Linked DNA regions of Mus musculus: regions 1 and 2 are each linked to region 3. The links are chromatin contacts, called in public Hi-C and HiChIP or PLAC-seq maps. All regions are on one chromosome and are shown on one strand. The core of a region is the stretch at or near the end of the contact, and the rest is flanking DNA. Distances in the headings are between cores, read along the strand shown. Region 1 has its middle 26 kb from the start of Spef2. Region 2 overlaps Spef2 (sperm flagellar 2). Region 3 has its middle 86 kb from the start of Prlr.

The links. HiChIP or PLAC-seq counts read pairs in DNA pulled down with a chosen protein or histone mark. Hi-C and Micro-C count contacts between places; a contact is called where the count stands out from the background.
Region 1: a contact with region 3 is called in a RAD21 HiChIP or PLAC-seq map of pro-B cells, with 3 times the contacts expected there. The contact joins two enhancer-like sites.
Region 2: a contact with region 3 is called in a Hi-C map of bone marrow-derived macrophages, with 14 read pairs. The contact joins two enhancer-like sites. A contact is called at or near these places in 1 of 484 Hi-C or Micro-C datasets (bone marrow-derived macrophages) and 1 of 115 datasets of contacts at active chromatin or transcription factors (large pre-B cells).

What each region holds. Positions count from the first base shown.
Region 1 is chr15:9,773,230-9,775,929 of GRCm38.p6, forward strand. No RefSeq gene overlaps it. Among named protein-coding and RNA genes, the nearest start is that of Spef2, 26 kb to the left of the region's middle. Within about 2 kb of position 1,397, at least 41 of the 459 cell types and tissues checked have an H3K27ac peak or open chromatin away from gene starts, as enhancers often do. A contact at or near this core is called in pro-B cells, where this site is marked.
Region 2 is chr15:9,627,353-9,630,052 of GRCm38.p6, forward strand. The region is part of intron 25 of Spef2 (sperm flagellar 2); the gene reads right to left. Among named protein-coding and RNA genes, the nearest start is that of Il7r, 99 kb to the left of the region's middle. Within about 2 kb of position 1,304, at least 3 of the 459 cell types and tissues checked have an H3K27ac peak or open chromatin away from gene starts, as enhancers often do. A contact at or near this core is called in bone marrow-derived macrophages, where this site is marked.
Region 3 is chr15:10,089,436-10,092,135 of GRCm38.p6, forward strand. No RefSeq gene overlaps it. Among named protein-coding and RNA genes, the nearest start is that of Prlr, 86 kb to the right of the region's middle. Within about 2 kb of position 1,451, at least 11 of the 459 cell types and tissues checked have an H3K27ac peak or open chromatin away from gene starts, as enhancers often do. A contact at or near this core is called in bone marrow-derived macrophages and pro-B cells, where this site is marked.

The DNA.
Region 1 (2,700 bases), core at 147-2,646, 320 kb before region 3:
AAATAGAGGAAGGAGCGGTGGTGATTGAGGAGGCTAAGGAGATTGCTTCTCAGGCTAGCAGCTGAAAACCTAAACAGCTTAAACAACAAACCAAAGAGAAGAAAGAGAAGAAGGAATCTAGCTCTGAAGGGTCTACTAGTGACAGCGACGGGACTGATAGCAACAGTGACATCTGTAGTCAGATGTCCCGCTTGAGTTTGCGGCGCAGTAGGACGCCTGAACCATCAGCCCCTCCGTTGACTTCTCCCCCCCCCCCCCCATAAAGATTAGGAAGACAAAAGGGGAAGGCGTAGTCTTCATGTAGAAGTCTAGAAAAATGTGCCCACCATTGTGGGGGCCTTCCCAGTATTTCAGGATCAACAGGGGCAACGTTATCATGAACCCCTGGATTGGAAGGTTGTACAAAGATTGAAGGAGTCAGTTCCGACTTATGGGGTCCAGGCTGCCTTTACCATAACTCAAGTTGAGTCCCTACAGCGGTACTGTATGACGCCTTTTGATTGGCAGAACCTTCGCAAAGCCATTCTTTCGGGAGGAGGTTATTTAACATGGAAGGCTGCTTATCTTAAGCATGCCGTTGAGCAGGCTATGGCTAATGCTGCTGCTGGATTCCCCAATGCAGCCTGGAATATAGACATGTTAATGGGGCAAGGGAACTTTGCCAACAATCAAACAGGTTATCCTATACAGGTTTATGAGCAGATTAATAACTGCTCTTAGAGCTTGGAAGATGCTATCAGGCACTGGAGACCTTGGGACCAGCTTGTCTAGGGTGATACAGGGACCCAATGAGAACTTTGCAGACTTCCTAGCACGACTAGTGGAGACAGCTGGGAGAGTATTTCCAGATGGTGATGCTGCAATGCCATTGGTCAAGCAATTAGCCTATGAGTAGGCCAATAAACCCTGCAGAGACGCCATATGCCCTTATAAGAGCCAACGTTGTAAGTATGGTTAAAGGTTTTCCGAGATGTGGTGGACATTCCACTGACCAACCAGGGGTTAGTGGCAGCCATAGTTCAGGCTCAAAGGCAGACTCCTCATCAGGGTGGACAGCAAGGGGGAATCCAGGGGGGATGCTTCTCTTGTGGGCAGCCAGGTCATTTCAAGCGAGACTGTCCTAATAAAGGAAGACAGGAGATACAGACAGGCATGCAGAGCCCAAGTTATGCCCTCACTGTCACAAAGGAAATCATTGCGTCAGAGAATGTCAATCCAAGTGGGATGTAGATGGTTGTCCCCTAACTTCTCAATCCACAGCTGCTAGGCCAAAAAATGGAGTGCGGGGCCCCCAGCCTCAGGGCCCACAAATATATGGGGCCATGCAGCAGACTCCCACACTGTGGCCAAACCTTCAACACATTCCCCGGTGCAATCATCTACGGGCATCCTCAGAAGAGCCACAACAGGAAGTGCAGGACTGGACATCTGTGCCACCACCAGACTCATATTAACCCCAGAAATGAGTGTGCAAATGACTGCTTCAGACTTTAAGGGTCCTTTGCCTAAAAACACAGTTGGCCTCTTATTAGGACATGGTTCAGCAGCCAATAAGGGATTAATTATCCATCCTGGTGTCATTGATCCTGACTATGGGGGAGAGTTTAAGATCATGGTTTCCTCCCCCAGAGGGGTGTCTGCCATTTCCCCTGGAGATAGAATTGCTCAAATTTTGCTTTTGCCTAGTCACCATGCTAGCTTCCTTTCAAGGGAACTGAAAAGAGGAAATAGGTGCTTCAGCTCTACTGGAGACACTGGGGTGTGGTTTTCTATGACTATGGAGGATCACCCTATGATTAAACTTGAAATTTAGGGAGTCTCTATATGGGGCTTACTTGATTGGGCCAATCGCAGCACTGTAAAAGAAACAGATTGGCCAAAAAGTTGGCCCCTTCAGACCTCTGCTCAAACTCTTCAAGGTCTTGGATTTGCACAAGACCCCAGCTACAGTGCCAGTGTACTCCATTGGAAGGATGAGGAGGGGGCATAGGGGCAGTTTTCAGCCATTTGTTCTTCAAGTCCCTGTTTCATTATGGGGAAGAGATGTTATGACCAAGATGGGTGTAAAAATAGTTTCAGAAAAGACTTATAGTTTGCAGAGTCAAGCTATCATGGACGGGATGAACTATCAGAAGGGTAAGGGTCTTGGCAAAAATGAGGATGGATGATTCTCACCTATCTCTCCTAGAGGCCAAAGTGGCAGGGAGGGATTGGGTTTTTCCTAGGGTCCACTGAGCAAATATCTATTAAATGGAAATCTTATCAGTTGGGTGCCTCAGTGACCCCTACCCAAGGAAAAGCTGGAAGCTGGCCACATGTTGGTTAAAGAGCAACTTGATGCAGGACATGTTAGAGAATCTATTTCACCATGGAATTCACCTATTTTTGTTATAAAAAAGAAATCAGGGAAATGGAGGTTACTCCATTGTTTACGTGCAGACAATGCCCAGATGGAAATCATGGGGTCAGTGCAATTATGGTTACCAATGACTTCAGCGTTACCAAGAAATTGGACCTCAATAGTGATAGAGTTGAAAGATTGCTTTTTCACTGTTCCTCTGCATCCGGTTGATACAGATAAATTTGCCTTTACCTTGCCATCAATTAATCATTCTGCCCCTGATTTGCGATATGAGTGGGTGGTTCTACCCCAAGGTATGGCAAATAGCCCTACACTGTGCCAGGTTTATGTAGATAAGG
Region 2 (2,700 bases), core at 54-2,553, 460 kb before region 3:
GTATTTTAGTAACAAATTACTGCTAACTCAAAGCCATTCAAGTTCCAATAAGACCATATATGTGATCATCTCCAGACATTTTACATAGCATAACACTTTGATGTGTGAGACAGTAGCCATGGCCTATCATCTAGAAAAAGATTTTGAATTTATGACCCACTGATGTTCAAGCAGAATCATCTATCTGTATGGCCATGGGTTTTGAATTATTCACTTGGAAGAGCTCAGAGGCTTACTGCTTGTCAAAGAGTCTAAGAGAATGACTGTCCCTCCTCCATAATCTATCAATTGCCAATTGCTCAGCAAAAAAGGTAAGGCGATATGAGCTCGTCCCCTACCCATGACTGGGTGTCGACAGGCCTTGTCTTGTTCAGACATAGTACAGGCAAATGCAGCTCCTGTGGGCTTGTGTTTGCAATGGTACATCATGTCCTGATGGTAGCATTTTGTACCTTCTTTATCTCCTGTCTCTTTCATTCTTTCCTCTCAGTCCTTCTGTAGTATTCCCTGGGACTTGGATGGTGTGGTAGAAATGTCATGTTTAGGGTTGAGTGCTCACGTATTGGAAGTACTTTGAGCATCAGTGAGTCTCTTCCTCACGGGCAGGAGGGAGGGATGACTACTGTGTGAGGGAGCTGAGAGATGGATAGTGATAGTAATCAGAGCATGTAACACTGCCTAAAACCAAATTTAATCAATAAAACAGAAAAGGGATGTGCGAACAAGAATGAACGTGGACACATAGTAGCTCTCTATTAAAATTGTAGGTAGTTGTTCATGAGTAAGGGCTTAGAATTCATTTCTTGGGGAAAAAATCACTGTAGTACTGGTAGTTCTGTCACTATCTTGAGATATGAAATTAGTAATGGTACTTGAATTTCTGAGCCTCACTTGTTGGAAAAATACGAAGACATTATTGCGGTTGACATCATGACTAATCCTTTATCAACAAACACAACTGTTACTATGAAAATATGATATTGCTACCATTATTGTTATTTTAGGGTTGTTGGGTGGAATGAGGTAGAAAAAGTATGTGCAACTGCTTAACACTTTCCCTGTTCCTTTCTACATATTATGTATGGAGTGTGATTGCTTAGGTGGTGGGCTGGTTGGTGTCCTGACTGACTGACTATCCCAGAAGTTTTGTCAAAGCAGTGATTTGAGGTTAAGATCAGGAAAAAGTTCCTGTGAATAAAAAAAGAAAAAAGAGAAAAGAAAAAAGAACTGCCTGTTCTTCTATGGGCTTATTGTACAAGCCAGCATTAATAGCTTCCCCATTATGCCTGGTTTGCTTTTATGTACTAAGAACAGAATGCACTGCCACTCCAGACACTGAACTCAGTCTCTCTGGGTGATTCTAATGGTTCCTACTGCCACTGGTCTTCACTATTGGTTTTGATTTCAAAGTATTTTTTAGCAGCTTGCCCAATGCTATTAACTTGGGACAGGAAGAGGGTGCACGCTCACCTTCTGTGTATACAGATTATATATGTGTCTGACAGAAATATGATAATATTAGATGGAAGGATATAAGCATGGAGAAATGGACTTTAGGTCATTGCATAACCTAATGCAGTAATGACTTCTTAAGTTATTTTTGGAACAAGTGAGGGGAAAACAAAAAAATGGAGAATATGCAATACTCACAATTAAAATATTGTATATATGTAAGAGTGGGCCATTGTATATTATCCAATAACAAAAGAAGCCATCCTTTGTTGAGAGTTTGGGGACTAGATTTTTAAGTGTTCCAATTTCCAGACATGGTCCCATATACCTTGTTGATTCTATTTTCTGTGATTCTCACATGGACCCCACTTTTACTACAATGGAAATTGAGGCTTACATTGAGTTGCAGTGGCTTGACAGACAAGCAAGTTCTTATCCTACTTAGAGAGTCAGTAAGAGTTAGTCAGTGACAGATTCAGTATTTAAACTAGACCTATCTGGTTTCAAAATAAATTCATCATGCTATATTGTGTTTATACAACTCTTACACTTATGTTGACTGAGCAAGGTTCTAGGCAAAGGTCCTTTCATTAAATATAAAATACATAGCTCATATCCTGGAGATTCAGACATAGCATTCAGTGTCTACATATTGCTTTAGGAATCTAACTTCTGCTAGTACCTTCACCTTGATGCTGAACATTTTCTCTTTTCTCATTCCGTGCTGAGTGATCACCGGGAAATACTATTTTAATTTTTATTATTTTAAAATTTACTTCCAAATAACACATTTACTCCTAAATGATTTTGAATTTTGTTTTCAAGTGTGTTGTCTTAAGTCACATAAATAAAGTTAAACCAGATCTTAGTGTTTAATCGCTGGAAAACACACCATGGGGACCACTATCACTTCCCTTGCCCACCCTTTGTGATGCCATCTTCTCTATCTTCTCCAGTCTCTCAGAGTCTGAGTTATTGTCCTCCCTCCTCTGACCTCAGATGACTTATATGGCTAAAAATGTAATTGGTCTTTATCCTACAAAAAGTTCCCCTTTCTGTTGGCACCAATCTGATGTTAAGTGGTTGATATCTTTCAGTTTCCTGAGTCATGATCATATACTGCTGATCTTTTACTATTTCTCAGTTTCCTTGACTGTAAAAGAAGAATGGCAATCCTATCTATTTCTGTTTACATAATTCTCTCTCTCTCTCTCTCTCATTCTCTCTTGCTCTCTCCTTCCCTCCCTC
Region 3 (2,700 bases), core at 201-2,700:
TTAGTCAGAGTCTGAATGTGTTGCAGACAGAGTTGGAAGACTAAGAACAAACAGAAACCCAACGTTTGATGTACTTCAGGGATAGCTTAAATTAATAATTAGATATTAAAGTGATACTTGGGGTATATAAAATATATTAATCAAATTACTGAGATTATTTTATTTTATGTGTGACTTTTAAATAATGTAAAATAATATGTAATTTGAATTACATTTCTAAGCACCCTGACTCCTGAGCACACACCTTGGTGAGAATAGCATGCATGTTGTAAATAACGTATTTACCTTATACGTTTGCTTCCTTTTCTGGCCTGAGGAGCTGATTTATATATCCTGGCCTAGGGAAGACATCTAAGACTGGTACCTAGATTCTCCGTGTTGCGGCTTAATGGAAAACATTGCTGATCACATTATTGCGAAGTTAACTGTAGTTCAAACCATTAATGTTCTAAAATTCTATCTAAAATAGTTGGGAACATAATGGGAAACACTTTGGAATTATAGGGTATTCAACCTGGGTCCTCATGCATACAAGAATCTAACCATTGAGCTATGTCTACTCAAGAGACCCTTTTTTATATTGGATCTTCTCATTGAGGGAAGTAAGTATTCGCTGAAAACTGCCCTAAAGCTGCGTCTCTCATTAGCACGGAGTACACTGTATCCTTATCTAACTCAAGTAGATAAGGAATACAGAATAAATTAAATAGTAAGCTTTTTGTAAGAAAGGAAATTACCTTTTTCCACTTTGCTCTGTTCTGGAAAAACAAACCTGATCTTTGAAAAAGATAGCAGGAACTGCTAAGGAACCAAGGCTCATCTTCACACTGAGAAACATCTTACTGTTTATTTAGTGGAAGACATTTGAATCAGAAGTTAAGCTTATTTCATAGCTTGATCAGGTTGCATGTTCTGTATCATTTGCAGAAACCTGAAAACAGCCACCCTTTCATGATACTGTTTGAAGAAACAGCAGGCTTGCATGGTTCTCTTCCTTTGGAGCTTCATCTAAGCAGCCCTGTGGCTTAGGGAAAAACGGGTATCATCCTAGTGGACAACAAACAGATTCCTAACTCTATGTGATGCCTGCACGTTCCTTTTGGTGAAAAAGCAAGCCTTCTTCAACATAGCAAGCATTGTAGCCTACAAGCCAGCCCACTTCCTTCTGCTTTTTTTTTTTTAAACTCCAGACCTTGTTAAATATTTTGCATAAATTCTATCATTTTGAAAATTGGCTAGCATTTTACTCTTTCTAGTGACAAAAGGAAAAATACATTTGAGCTTATTTAAAGCTCTGGGACTTTATTGTACAGGAAATGCCAGACTGTGGATCTAGCTCAAGTCTTTCATCATCTCCAAGAAGAGACAGGAGAGTAAAACAAGATGCAGTACCATTCAGCTGCTGTGCACTTCTAGCTGCTGAGCAATCTCATTAATGCTGTAAAAAGGAACACTTGGGCAGTTTCATTCCCCACTATTGGGAAGGCGCAGTTCTTCTTCCTGTCCTCTTGTTCTACTGCCCAGCAGTGTTTCCTTACTCTGCTTCTCAATGTTGCACTCATCAAGCAAATACTGTGTCAAGTAGAATAGTTTTCCCATCCTACTTAAACTCTCTTATTATTGTTATTATGGTGGTTGTGGTGGCGGTGGCGGTGGTGGTGGTGGTACTATTATTGAGAGTAGAGGAACCTACCTTCTCTGTGGCACCAGCATAGAAACCAAGCACTCTCTGATCACAGCTGAACACTAGCAAGTATTCTCAATTAGACACGTGTGTTGAAGTATCCATTTTAAGGGTTTTTTTCTCTTTACATAAAAGAAAGTCAATGTGGTCCAAGGTGTATTGACTTCCTTGTTGACAGACATGTTAGACCTTTACGGAGGCCTTGAATGAAAGACTACAAGCTACAAGGCAAGCCACATGCTAGCCCAGTTGCTTTGAACACTTCAAGGACACCTTAAAGAAATGACACTGAAACTACCCAGGCTTGTTGTTAAAACACAACTCTGACTCCATAGGGCACTGAAGCAGTCACAGCTAATGCAAAAACAAAAACAAAAACAAAAACAAAAATGAAACTATATCACATGGGGTTCTGTTTTGTTTTGTTTTGTTTTGTTTTTCAATTACAAGACTCAGTGAATTCTAAGTAAATCTACAGCAATATTTATCCAGTCCCAAGAGGGAGCCCTTTTCCTCCAGGTCCAGGAAAACTGTGTTGGTAAAATAAGGTCTTTCACTTGTATGCTTATGTAACATATGTATAGTTATGCAAACACCATCCTTCAACTGCATAGAGTCAGGCTGAGATTTGTTGTGGACAGCCATGTTGCTGTTTGTATTTTGATGCTAATCTACCTTCCCCAGGAGACACTGCCTTGGACAGTAGTGAATCCTGTACTCAGGACTTTATTGACCCTTCTAATGAATAAAGAAACCAATCACTGGGCAAGTAGACAGGACTTCTGCGTCAGAGGGAGGCAGAAAAGAGGCAGGAGAGAGACTGGCTTTATGGGCAGGAACAGCAGGAGGAGAAGATGTAGCTAGGAGTGATTACCAGTTTAGATGGTGAATCTGCCAGGATTCCCCACCAGAGGATTTAAATTTATTAAGGCTTACAAAATTGGGATTATAGTTGTTGTTTGTTTGTTTTTATTAGATATTTTCTTAATTTTCATTGCAAATATTATTCCCTTAAC